3 separate regions of the Mus musculus genome follow, and all the other regions are linked to region 3. The links are chromatin contacts, called in public Hi-C and promoter capture Hi-C maps. All regions are on one chromosome and are shown on one strand. Each heading gives the region's core, a stretch centred on a gene start, on an enhancer-like site or on the middle of the called end of the contact. The rest is flanking DNA. Distances are from core to core; before and after follow the strand shown. Region 1 holds the start of Ttc16 (tetratricopeptide repeat domain 16). Region 2 holds the start of Tor2a (torsin family 2, member A). Region 3 holds the start of Ralgps1 (Ral GEF with PH domain and SH3 binding motif 1).

Region 1 (4,194 bases), core at 1,130-3,629, 600 kb after region 3:
CATCACCCAGACATCCAAGGAAGGGGCTGTTTCTCTGCTGCAGCAGCTCTCGACCATCACAACCTATAAGCCAGGGGATCTTGGGCTGGTGCCTCGACGTCCGGTCCGCATCCCACTCAAACCCCAGGATCTCAGGCCCCTCTCCTATATCACCCGAATGGGGATCTGCCAGAACACGAATGAGGTAGGGGTGCCAGGAACCCTAGGCACAGCAAGCTGACAGCTGTCCCTGGTTCTGCCAGGCTATAGTTGGGTAGCCTCAGGGATATGGTGGAATCTCTTTGCTCCTCCCCACCTAGAAAATGACCCAATGGAAAAAGGCTAAAGCATTATACCCATGATCCCTTAGGAATAGGGTTTGCCAGACCCTCTTGTCCCTACCCACTGGTGCCTAACCCCACAGGAAGCTTCCAATTTCAAGTTCGTATCTTTAATCTTGCAGATCTACCCATCTGGAGCTCTCAAAAGGTTCAGAAAGTTTACCCTTCCTAGACCTTTCCTACACCGCAAATAGCGAACGGGGAGACCAAGCTGCTGCAGAAACAGACTGATGTGGCCACAGTCCCTCCTTGAATCTGCAAGTAGCCTGGGGAAACCCAGGGAAGTTATATAAACATTGGGTACCACTGTGTCATTGCAGTTCTGTGGCCCTGTCTTGGCTTCATGGCACCGGCAGGCAGTCAAACAGGTAGATATATCCACTGGTATTAGAGGCCTGACAATGGTCCCTGGCTTCGAGCACGGATGTGGTCCAGGAGCAGGTCAGTGGCCTGATCCATCAATGGGGACAGTAGCTCCTGCTCCTCCGGGGAGAAACAGCCCAGGACATGGTTCTCCACCATATTAGGGTGTGTGGGGCGCCCGATGCCCACCAGCAGCCTTGGCATTGCCTGTAGGGTCCCAGGGGAATGAGGATGCATTGGTGAGATACAATGTCAATGCTAGCCACCCCCACCCAGGGCAGGGCAGAAGGGTAGACTCACATTGGAGTTCAGACAGCTAATGCAGGAACGGACTCCATTATGGCCCCTTGAGGGGATATGAAGAGCAGTTAGTACTTTCTGAGGCAGTGCCCTTCCTCCATTCCCTTGCCCAGGCCTTCTTCAGAGCAGCCCAGCCTATCGAGATAGATAGTCTCAACAATCTTACTCCACTCCAACAGAGGCCAGCATCCCTACCCAAACCTACGCACATAAGAGCCTCACCTTGCGCTGCCCCCCAGCTTCAGAGCCAGCTTTCCCAACGGCTTGTCCAGTTCATCATGGACCAGATAGATCTCCTCCGCAGTCAGCCCAAACAGCTCCGCTTGGCACAGGGAAACAACACTCTAGTTACTGCATATCTGCTCAGAGGGGTCACAACAACCCCCATATGTAAACAGGCTTCCCCAAGCCTTCACTGTAGTAATTGGGGCTCACCAGGCACTTGTCACAATTGAACCCTCTCTCTGGTCCCTGTGCCCTCTTATCCATGAAACCTACAACTCACCAGCTCGGGCTACGCTGCGCCCGTTGACGTTCATGAGGCGCCGCGGCCGGAGCAGTACCAGCTGAGCATCCCCGAGCGGGGCCAGGGCGAGGTCAGCAGCACAGCGCGAGTCACGAGTCCAATTCTCCGCCACTCCCAGTCGCCTTGCTATTTGCCCCAGCACCGCCATGCCCACACTGTGCCGGGTGCCGGGCATTCCGTGGTTCCCCAGGCCAGCCACCTGTAGGCAACACTCACTCAGGACCCAAAACATTGACCAGGAAACAGAAGCGACAGTATTGGGAAGGAGCACTTAAGGGTCTGGGAACTCCTGGAGGCCCCACCAGCCAGAGGATGCCGCTCCCTGGTGCAAGAGCAAAACTAAAAGTTTGGAGCCAGTTAGTATTGCGCCTATTTGACTAAGTAGAAAAAGGGACAACTATCCCGAAAAGATGGTTCCGAAGGTAAGGTTGCTGCTAACCCTGACAACCTGGGTTCGATCCCCAGAACCCACATGGTGGAAAGAACCCTCTCCTAAGTTGCCCTCTGACAGCCACAGGGCACATGCATACAACGCATACACTTAAATGTAAGCGTAGCTGCGGAGCCAAGCCCCGCGTCCCTGTGTAGCCACCCACGCCCCACTCACCAGCCACCGCTTCCCGGGGAACCGAGCCTCGGAAACCTGCCGGCTCAAGGCCCAACTCCGCCGCATCCCTGGACTAAAAAGACCGGACTTCAACGTGCCGACTCCCATTCACAGCCAGGACCCCGCCCCTTGACGTCAGGCATCCCTAAGCCAATAGCATCACGACATGTCCAGCGACGCCCAATCCAGGCTGGGTTTGGCGTCCGCCATGTCTCTGCGGGGCGGAAGTGGGTGGATCGCGGGCCCGGGCGAGTGTCTGGGTGCATTCCTCCGCGACGCGTCACCCTGTATGGCTCAGCCTTTGCTCGGCCTTTGCTCGAGGGCTGGTACCTCGTTAAGTTTCTACCCTGGCCCGCGTCGGCGTGCACTGCCCATAGGTTCTTTCCTTGACTTAGGCCTTGGCTTGCCTTGCTGAGTTTCTAGTGACTCTCGGAGGCGGGGCCAAGTGGGCGGGGCCTATGGACATCGTGGACCTGGTGCCTAGCAACAACGGAGCTAGGGAACCTCAGAGTATGCTTAGCCCAGAAGTTAGCCTAGAAACCTGGCCATGACAGACAGAAGCAAGGTGAGGGCTGAGAAGGGGAAAGCTGAGGCAGAGGTCGGGGCCGCAAGAAGGGCTTGAGGAAGAGCCAGTCAAGCCCTTCAGGGGAACTGGGAGAGGTCAGAGGTCATCATTTGTAGTGTGGTAGGGGAGAAGGGTGACTGGCCTCCCAGTCCTAAGGGAGAGAGAGGGCAGAGAGATTTTTTGGGGGGGTTGTTGTTGTTTTAACGTTTTGGGGTTTTGTTTGTTTGTTTTATAGACTCAGAGAACTCCATCTGCCTCTAGCTCTAGAACGGGGTTATTAAAGGTATGCACTACCGTGCCCAGCCCAAGTGGAGAGATTTTGAGGAGTGAAACACAGAACTTGAGGACTGATGAGACATAGGTTCCCCGATTCTGGTGACTATGGGAAGGGTGATCACACAGAGGTGAGAAGCCCTGGGAAGAAGTCAGGTGAAGTGCTTGCTCAATGTGACCTGACGAGTGTGAGAATCCCAGGGCGGGAGTCACAAGGAACCTTGTGCAGCAGGGTCTGAAAACGATGAGCAGCTAGAGCACAAGGTGAGAGCAGACAAAGCCCAAGAGGAGAGCAGAGGGTGCAGTGGTTCCTTGACCTTGACCACAGGACAGGGAGAGAGGCAGGGCTAGAGAAATGTTGGAGCCCTGGGGGACTGTTGAACCCCAGACTAGGTGTGCCTTCTACCAGGAGGCCTCTTCACACCTCTTCCAGTAGGCAAAGCTCCTGGGGGAAGTGTTCCTGAGGCCTTCTGAGCTTACTGCCCCTGGCTTGGTTCCAGGAGCCTCACAGTGCCCGTTCCCAGAAAACTCCAAAGCTAAAGGTTCCTGAAGCCCCAGAGAAGATCCTGCGACGCATCTTTGGGACCAGTCATGTGTTCTATGTTATGACAGATCCTACAAAACGAAGGATGATAGGATCAACAGTGCCTGCCAAAGTCAGAGAGTAGTGAGTGACTTCTTTGTCTCCAACTCCAGGTTCCTACTCTACAAAACCATTATTAATACTGGGTTCAGCTGCAAGCTGGCTGCTATCCCTCTCTGGGTCTCAGTGAACAGCGAGGGTAGAGGGATAAGGGGCTGATGCCCTGGAAGAGCTCCAGGAAGGTCAGCCTGGCCTCTGTGGAGCTCTGATGGCTTTTGCAGCCTCTTTACCTCAGCCCTCCCTCCTGCATACCCCATTCTAGCCCTGAGAAGGTCCTGGGCTGGTCCCAGATCAATACCAGATCCACTGCCTGTCCTGTCCTGTCCTGTCCTGTCCTCACAGCTATAACCAAGGCCATCAGTGCCTCCTACAAGAGGACTGGGAGATGTCTGTGCTGTTCTTCTCCCGTGCCCTCCACCTGGACCCCAAACTGGTAAGAGGAGAGTCAGAGTGGTCCCCAGGGAGCAACTGGCTGGGCATAAGTCCCCCACCCCCTGTCACTGTCAAACCTGCTTAGCCCTTCCTCCCAGGACCATCAGATTCTGGAACCACCTGGAAGGGAAGAAGTTGGAGAGGAAATAACAGCCAGGGTCTCTT
Region 2 (4,394 bases), core at 882-3,381, 610 kb after region 3:
GCAGAGACTTGTCCAAAGTCACACAGCCAGTCAACAGGAGAACAGGGGTACAAATATGTACTCAATTGTCTGTTCATGAGAGCTAAGTGACTTCTGACAGGGGAGGTCAGACCTGCCCCCCAGTGTTGACAGCTAAGACAGATCAGGAACAACAGATATCAGAGCTGACAGTCACCAGGGAATGCTTGCCAAAGCACCATATGGGGCTAAGAGCTTAAGAGAGGATGCTAACACAGACACAGGTACCCTGTGTAATATCTGCCCGGGGTAATCCCCAAGGCTCATGATGTCTCGGACTCACAGGCAACAAGACTGCCACCACCCCTGTTCCTAACAGGTTCTGAAGGCTGAGCCTCCAACTGGCTGTGTGTTTTGGAGCCCTCTCTGGATTAGGATGGAGAAAAGGGACCAGGACACATCTGGCCTACCTTGTACTGCTCAGTGCGGCTGGGATGTGGGAAATGGATGATAGGGGAGAAGTGATGGACGTGAGGGCTGCGAAGGCCATCCCGGAAGAGATGCTGTGCCAGCAGGGAGCTAACGTAGGACTTCCCGGTGCCTGTCCAGCCGTGCAGGGAAAGGACCAACGGCTTGCTGGGGGCTGGGTCCTGTACAAAGGCCTTCAGTGACTTCACCACCAGGGCCTTGGCCAAATGCTGGCCAGCCAGGTGTTGAGCCAGGTCACATTCCAGACCTAGGGCCACAGAAGGAACGCATATCAAAGCAGATGACAGGCTGTTGACTCATGTCTGTCAGCTCAGCCCCTGGGAGGCAGAGGCAGCAGTAATCCTCCCAATCAAAGGCCAGCCTGGGTTTATGGTGAATTCCAACACACCTTTAATCCAGGCAATTGGGAGGCACAGGCAGGGAGATCTCTTTTGAGTTCGAGGCCAGCCTGGTCTACATAGTAAATTCCAGGCCAGCCAAGCAGGGCTACACAGAGAAACCCTGTCTCAAAACAAACAAACAAACAAACAAACAAACAGCACTGGCTGCTCTTGCAGAGAACTTAAGTTCGATTCCTACCACTCACATGGTAGCTCTCAACTATCTGTAAGTCCATCCCAGAGGAGCCAACACCGTCTTCAAACTTCCATGGGCACATGGATGTAACCATACTTGCAGGCAAAGCATAAATATTAAAAAAAAAAGGGGGAGGCTGGAAAGATGGAAAGAGCACTGACTGCCAAAGGTCCTGAGTTCAATTCCCAGCAACCACATGTGGCTCACAACCATCTGTAATGGGATCTGATGCCCTCTTCTAGTGTGTGTCTGAAGGCAGTCGCAGTGTACTCATATAAATAAAAAAATAAATAAATCTTTAAAAAAACAAAAAACAAAAAGAGCCAGAATATGGTGGTGCAAACCCTTAATCTCTTAGCACTCTGGAGGCAGAGCTAAGTGGATCTCTGGGAGTTTGAGACCAGCCTGGTCCACATAGTGAGGTCCAGAACAGTCAAATCAGTGTAGAAAGATTCTGTCGGGAAAACAAACAAACAAACAAACAAAAAGCATCAGAGGGTCGAAGGCATGTGTCTAAGACCTCTGGGATACTTGTGTCCAAACGAGGGACAGGATCAGTCACCTCGGCAAGGGCCAGTGCGGCACCGCCCCCTCGAGGCGGTTCTCCGGGTTGCACCAGCCCCGAGTAGACGACAGCTGTCTACAGGTTCAGGCGACGGCAGGTTTCTCCCCCGGTGTGACAAGTCCGCACAAGGGAGGCCTACCACAAGCCACTGGGCGCCCCTCTGTCAAAGGCTTCCCTCCACCGGGCCCCCTCCAAACCCTCTCCTCAGGTTTGCACCAGAGGCTCTCGGATCCCCACCTCCGCCGGCGGCCGGCGGGGCGGCAGATGTTTCGAGCCCCTGCGAACTGCCGGCTGCCCGCCCGTCCGCACCGGCTCCCACCCCTCACCCGGCAAGTCGGGCCAGAAGTCGCATTCGCAGAACGAGCCGAAGGTGCAGCGCAGAGAAGCCACGTCCCAGGCGGCGGCGGCAGCCAAGGCCAGCCCGAGCAGCCCGAGGATCGAGCCCCAGGGCCGGTAGCCGTGCCTCGCCACCGCCATCCGGTTGAGGCCCGATTTCGGTCAGAGGCCGCCCACCGCCAGAACCTGTGAACTACAGCTCCCGGTGTGCACCGCTCCGAGGCAGCCACGCCCATTGCCTACAACTCCCGGCTCCCCTTCCTTGGGGCTCTAAAACCCACAGGTTGTCTCGCAGCAGTACTGCAAATAGGCCTCCTGGGGGAGCCCGCGAACCACCCAGTCCCGCGTTGCCATGGTCACGGGTAACTAGCGGCCCGAAACCTTACCTCAGAAAGAATAAAAGATTAAGAGAGTGAAACAACATAATAACAAAAACTTGAGCCGGACTTTACACTTTCCTGAGAGCCTTTTCCAAGCTCTTTTTAAAAATGTGACGGAAGAGTGCTCACAACCGCCTTTTGAGAATGTCTCTGCCAGTGTCAGGCAGGCGCCTTACATGGGATGCAACAGTACCTACTCTATACCCAGGGATGGTCAGCTCAATGAGATGTGGTCACATAAAGTGTTTTTGGCTCAGAAAATAGAACCTTCAAGATGGTTTTGTGAGCTGGGCGTGGTGGTGCATGCCTTTAATCCCAGCACTTGGGAGGCAGAGGCAGGCAGATTTCTGAGTTCGAGGCCAGCCTGGTCTACAGAGTGAGTTCCAGGACAGCCAGGGCTACACAGAGAAACCCTGTCTCAAACCCCCCCCCCCAAAAAAAAGCTGGTTTTGTAGGCAAAGACACTTGCCAACCGGCCTAAAGACCGGAGTACAATCCCCAGAGCCTACCTGGTGGAAATCAAGAACCAATCCTGCAAATTGTCCTTGAACCTCTCTACACGTGCGTGAGTTCACACACACACTCACAAAATGGATAAATAAGTAAATCAAAAGGCAGTGATGCAGCTTCACAAGTCTAAGGAACTCCAAAAGTGTGCTTTTTACTTTTCTTCCTTTGTCTCTGTCTTTTCGGGACAGGGTTTCCCTGTGTAGCCCCAGCTGTCCTTGGACTAGCTCTGAGGCAGGCTGGCTTCAAACTCAGAGATCTGCCTGCCTCTGAGTGCTGGGATTAAAGGTGTGTACCACCACTGCCCGGCCCCTTCTTTTTTCTAAGCACACCTCTCTAACACTTTGGGTGTCACTCCCTAAAGCCCTCTCTGACTATCGCGAGGCTAGCCTCTTTGTCAACTAATCCAAATGACATGGCTTTTTTTCTTTCTCCATCCTCCTCCTCCAGGCAGCATCTGAGATTTAAAGCTTGCCTGCCCCAGGGTTTTTCTTTTAAACCCTAATAAAAGTTTCTCAGAGCTTAAAAAAATTTGCATATATATGTAAATGAGTATTGCTCTTTCTTACCAGCTACTACTACACGCTAAAGACTAATATAAATCCAAGGAGAGGGGGTCCCTTATTGTCTTGGTTCTATTGAATTTGGAACCCAAGACATTAAGCTTCTTATCCAAGTTTCCTAGTCACTGAGCCATTGAACTCAACCCACCTCCAGGTGTGGTCGAAGATCTAATATCAAGAGCTCAGAGCAAAGAACCCCTGTGTCTCTAATTCAGTAAGCAGATTCCTGAGGCCCAGGCCTAGCCTGTGATCACCACCAGCAAACTTGCTTGTTCTGCTATTATAGCTCAGAAAAAGTCACCTCACCCACCAGGTGTAAGGGGAATTGGGATTCTAGGTTTCATATTTAAAGATTTTTTTTGAAGGGGGGGGCGCTCACTAAACAGCTTGGACTGGCCTCAAAGATTTGCCTGCCTCTGAGTCCAAAGTGATGGAATTAAAGTGATGAGTCACTAGATCCAGTTTAAAGATTTTTTTTAATTTAAATTTTATTTTATTTGTATGGCTATTTTGCTCACACACCGCATGTGTGCCCGGTACCCAAGGAGGTCAGAAGAGGGCTTAAGACCCCTTAGCACTGGAGTTCTAGATTATGAGCCACCATGTGAGTGCTGGGATTGAGCCAGAGTCCTCTGAAAGATCACTCAGTGCTCTTGGCCACTAAGCCATCTCTTCTGGTCTCTAGATTTTTAAAAGCCCTTTTACCTCAAACTCTGGACTTCTTGTGGATGGGGTGAGGGCCGGGGGGGGGGGGAACTATGGTTTCTCCTGACAAGCCCTGGGCTCAGAGAAGACTGAGGCCCCTACTTACACTGCTCTGGACTGACCGTCTCCCCTGCTAATACCTGAGCTCATGGCGGTCAGGGAGGGGCTGCTGTAAACCTGGTTCCCCATATCATCTGGGAAGTCTTTGGCGCTAACCAGGTATTTCCTGGTGTTGTGGACCGTTCACCTGTGGAATTGCTTCTTTCTACCAAGGCCTCATGGGACAGAAGAAAGAGTCATTAAAGTTTATTATAT
Region 3 (3,904 bases), core at 1,139-3,638:
ATTTATTTTTTTATGGCTTTTCAACACAGTGTTTCTTGGGCTAGAGAAATGACTCAGTCATTAAAGGCTAGGCTCACAACCAAAAATATAAGACAGAATTTCTCTGTATAGCCCTGGATATCTTAGAACTCATTCTGTAGACCGGGTTGGCCTTGAACTTAGATCTATTTACCACTACCTCCCAAGAGCTGGGATTAAAGGCATGCATTGCCGCCACCACCACCTGGCAAGACAGTCATTTAAAAAAATATTTAAAAATTACTGTTAATAACTGTGTATGCTTGTGCATGCCTGTGTGTGTGTGTGTATGTGTGCACACTAATTTAGGTTCCTGTAGAGGTGGATGCCAGAGGTGACAGATCAACTTGAAGCCGAAATTATAGGCAGTTGTGAAACCTGATATAGATGCTAAGTACTGAACCTGGGTCCTCTACCAGAGCAGTATGTACTATTAACTGCTAAGCCATCTCTCCAGCCTCCTCAACATTCATCTTCCATAAAGAAACTGAGGCATGCAAAAAAGTAACTTGCATGTGTGCACACAGTTAGCTGCTGGCACAGCCAGACCGTGAACTCAGGCAGCAAGTCCTCTAAGCCTTATAGTAATTTATATTTAGAAAAACAACTATAGTACTTGTTTTTTTTTAAATTTATTTATTATTATATGCAAGTACACTGTAGCTGTCTTCAGACACACCAGAAGAGGGCAACAGATCCCATTACAGATGGTTGTGAACCACCATGTGGTTGCTGTGATTTGAACTCAGGATCTTTGGAAGAGCAGTCAGTGCATGTGCAGTGTATGTGCAGGTGATGCACACGCATGCAGAGGTGGCCAGAGGAGGATGTCAAGTGTCCTGCTTTATACTCTCCATCTTATCCCCATGAGATAGGGTCTCTCACTGAATCTGCTAGCCAGCAAGTCACAGCAAGTCTCCAGTTTCCATCCCCCAAATCCTAAGCATTAGGGTTACCTCTACAAGCACGTCCATTTTCTTTCTTTCTTTCTTTTTCTTTTTCTTTTTTTTTTTTTTTTTTTGGTTTTTCGAGACAGGGTTTCTCTGTGTAGCCCTGGCTATCCTGGAACTCACTTTGTAGACCAGGCTGGCCTCGAACTCAGAAATCCGCCTGCCTCTGTCTCCCAAGTGCTGGGATTAAAGGCGAGCGCCACCACCGCCTGGCTACGTCCATTTTCTTATGCGTGTCCTGAGCACTCCACTTTACGCTAGACCATCACTCCTAACTTTATAGCCATCTACCCAAGCTTCCTCAAGCTTGCGCTCAGCTCTCAGCCTCTCTGGATTCCAAATTTTCTAAAAGAATCCTCACACCATGCATCTCTTGTTTTATCTAAGGGAAACAGTTTAAGACTATCCTTCGGGCATCACTGTGTTCTTCATGCAAAATAGCAGACGTTTGCCTCAGAGATCCCCTATTCCCTCACCTCACTCTTAAAGTGGTTTAATTTCTGCTGATTCTCTTGTTTTCCTCTCCCTCTTCTTTTAAATAGTGCAGTATCTAAATCTTTCCATAAGCGACGCCATAGCAGCAAAAATTACGTTATCAAAATGATCTTGTCTACAAGTCCAAAGAGCATCCTACCCTCCTTTCTCTTGTAGGCGTAACAGAATTTTGCTGTGGTTCTGACTTTAGGGATTCACAGCCACCCACTGGCTTCCACGGTCTTTGTAACTTAGTATCTCTGCCTTTAAGCCAGATGATTTAAGCTCTACTCACTGCGTTTGCCTGGCCCAGCCATAAAAGGGTCTGGGTGCAGGGAGACAGCTTCCAGGCCCATTCTCCCTGCTTTGAACGCTATGGTCTTGGGCAAGACCCTCTTCAGGCCTAACTTTTACCTGTTGTGAAAACCATGGGTCAGTCTCAAGGACCTCGAAGTGTGTTATTGGATTGACTGTGATTGTCAATTTGACAGATTTAGAATCACATAAAGAAACCTAGGGATAGGTTTGTGAAGAATGGGACTAAGGTGATGATGTCTTGCTCACAAAGCCTTTTTTTTTTTTTTTTTTTTTTTTTTTTTTTTTGATGTTGTTGTTGAAAACGATAAACTCTAGGTAGGAATTTAAGAAGGACACTGGGTGAGGCCTGGAAGGATGTTTGTAGACTGAGTCTATTTCTAGGCAGGGGGTGGGCGTGGCGGGCGGCTGAGCCCGACGAGAACAGCAGAGCATCCTTGCAAGCCTGAGCGTCTGCAAGACCGAAGCGCAGGCCGCGGCTGGTGGGGTGGGGGGTGGGGGGGTGGGGGGAACGGGGACCGCTGCTGCAGCGGCTGCGCACTGGTGCAACCAGCCGGTTCATTTGCGTGTCTCCGCCCCTACGGCAAGCTGGTTGGAGAACCCTGGTATGGTGCCGCGCGCCGATTGGCTGAGCCGGCCGCCGCTCAGGCCCAGGAGTGGACGGTTCCTACTGCGGCTGGGCACCGGCTGGGCTCCCGCGTCGGCCTCGCGTTTCAAGCTTGCGCCTGGCTCAACCTCAATCCGGCCCCGGTCTCGGAACGAAGGCGCCGCTGCCGCTGGGCCTCTCGCAAGACCATGAAGAAGCGGTGGCAGCCACTGCGGCCCTCGTCAAGGTGACCAGCCCGGACTACAGCGGTGAGAGGAGCGGCTGGCGGGGCGGGGCCCTGGGCGCGAGCCGCTGCAGGTGCGGGGGGCGGAGGGGGGGGGAGAATGGGGGCGGGCGGGGCGGGATCCCCGGCCGGAGGGGGTGGGGCGGGGCCTCGGCTCGAGGGTGGGACCTCGGCTTGGGGTTGGAGGGGGGGGCGGGACCATGGCCAGCTCGGGTCCCAGGGACGCGAATGACAGCGTGTGGTTGTCGGGGAGATGGCGGAGCGGGGGGGGGGGGTGGTGGTGGTGGTGGTGGTGTTGGGGGGGAAAGGGCGCAGGTGCAGGAGGCGGGTCCCGCGGCCTGATGGATTGGGGGCGGAGCCTGGGCGCGAGGCGTGGGGTCTGGAGGGAGCTCAGGTCTCTGGGACCAGAAAGGGAACCTGTGTGTAGGTTAGCGGCGGGGAAAGGGCTCAGGTGCGAGGGGCGGGGCATGGGGTGGCAATGGGAGGGGCTGCAAGGAGAGTCTAGGGAAAAGCACAGGTGCAGTGGGCGGGGCTGGGGAAACCCTGTAGGGGCGGGGGCGGGGGGAGGCAGGGGGCGGGGCTGAGGATCATTGGCAGGTCCGGAAGCAGGGCTGCAGGTGAGGACTAGCCTGAGGGTGAGTGGGACCCTTTTTGGAGAAGGAAGAAGCTGCCCTCTCCGCCGCCGTCTTGGGGCTTTGGGTTTTCTGCAGGCTCTGGAGGCATCCATGGTTGTCTCTTGGAGGGGCAGGCCAGGGCAGCCTGTGTCTTTGCTGAGTCGTACAAGGATCGCAGCTGCCCTGGTTAATAGGCCGACTGCTTTCCTGAGCCAAACCGAGCCCTAAGTGGGCACACTGCCTTTGTTGTTGTTGTTGTTGTTTTTGTTTTACTCCCCTGTTGCTGTTGAAGGAGCTTGGCTGGATTTCGGGGTGGTTAGGTTTCATTGGTTGATCAGCTGTTGGAAAATGTGTGCTCTTCAAGAGTAGTCGTTGATGCTATGCTCGGAAGGGTTCTGGATCTCATGGTAGCAGATGCTCATGCAGATCTTCACAGTGCTGGTCTCAAAAAGATAGAAAAGGCAGCGTGGTGGGGGCGAAGAGGCGGAATGAGAACTTGGCTCTTTGGAGCTGGGACAGACACCTGGGAGTTATTTTTGCCTTTTTGTGTGTTTTGTTGTTGTCAAAGTGACCATCCCTGGTGCCTAATTGTGACCTTCCAGGGCCAGAGGGGAATTCCTTGTCAAGAGGTGAGTTAAGGTCTCTTTCTTGCCGGGCAGTGGTGGCGCACACCTTTAATCCCAGTACTTGGGAGGCAGAAGCA

Evidence for each region. Promoter capture Hi-C pulls out the DNA fragments that hold promoters and counts their contacts. Hi-C and Micro-C count contacts between places; a contact is called where the count stands out from the background.
Region 1: a contact with region 3 is called in a Hi-C map of regulatory T cells, with 7 times the contacts expected there. The contact joins the promoter of Ttc16 here to the promoter of Ralgps1 in region 3. A contact is called at or near these places in 8 of 39 promoter capture datasets (the 3T3-L1 cell line, the HPC-7 cell line, embryonic stem cells and 5 more) and 1 of 484 Hi-C or Micro-C datasets (regulatory T cells).
Region 2: a contact with region 3 is called in a promoter capture Hi-C map of pre-B cells, with 2.9 times the contacts expected there. The contact joins the promoter of Tor2a here to the promoter of Ralgps1 in region 3. A contact is called at or near these places in 3 of 39 promoter capture datasets (the 3T3-L1 cell line, the HPC-7 cell line and pre-B cells).

The regions. Positions count from the first base shown.
Region 1 is chr2:32,773,818-32,778,011 of GRCm38.p6, reverse strand. Ttc16 (tetratricopeptide repeat domain 16) reads left to right here and starts at 2,379. Exons shown (of 15, transcript NM_177384.3): 1 at 2,379-2,681; 2 at 2,917-2,964; 3 at 3,455-3,621; 4 at 3,940-4,030. The coding sequence starts at 2,664. It overlaps Ptrh1 (peptidyl-tRNA hydrolase 1 homolog), which reads right to left and starts at 2,191. Exons shown (of 5, transcript NM_178595.3): 1 at 2,117-2,191; 2 at 1,489-1,708; 3 at 1,206-1,305; 4 at 984-1,029; 5 at 419-890. The coding sequence starts at 2,182. The coding sequence ends at 708. Cfap157 (cilia and flagella associated protein 157) reads left to right here. Exons shown (of 9, transcript NM_025619.1): 8 at 1-184; 9 at 443-599. The coding sequence ends at 514.
Region 2 is chr2:32,754,971-32,759,364 of GRCm38.p6, reverse strand. It overlaps Tor2a (torsin family 2, member A), which reads right to left and starts at 2,131. Exons shown (of 5, transcript NM_152800.3): 1 at 1,915-2,131; 2 at 429-694. The coding sequence starts at 2,065. Sh2d3c (SH2 domain containing 3C) reads right to left here. Exons shown (of 12, transcript NM_013781.3): 12 at 4,358-4,394. It also overlaps a transcript of Ttc16 not described here.
Region 3 is chr2:33,369,978-33,373,881 of GRCm38.p6, reverse strand. Ralgps1 (Ral GEF with PH domain and SH3 binding motif 1) reads left to right here and starts at 2,388. Exons shown (of 20, transcript NM_175211.5): 1 at 2,388-2,612.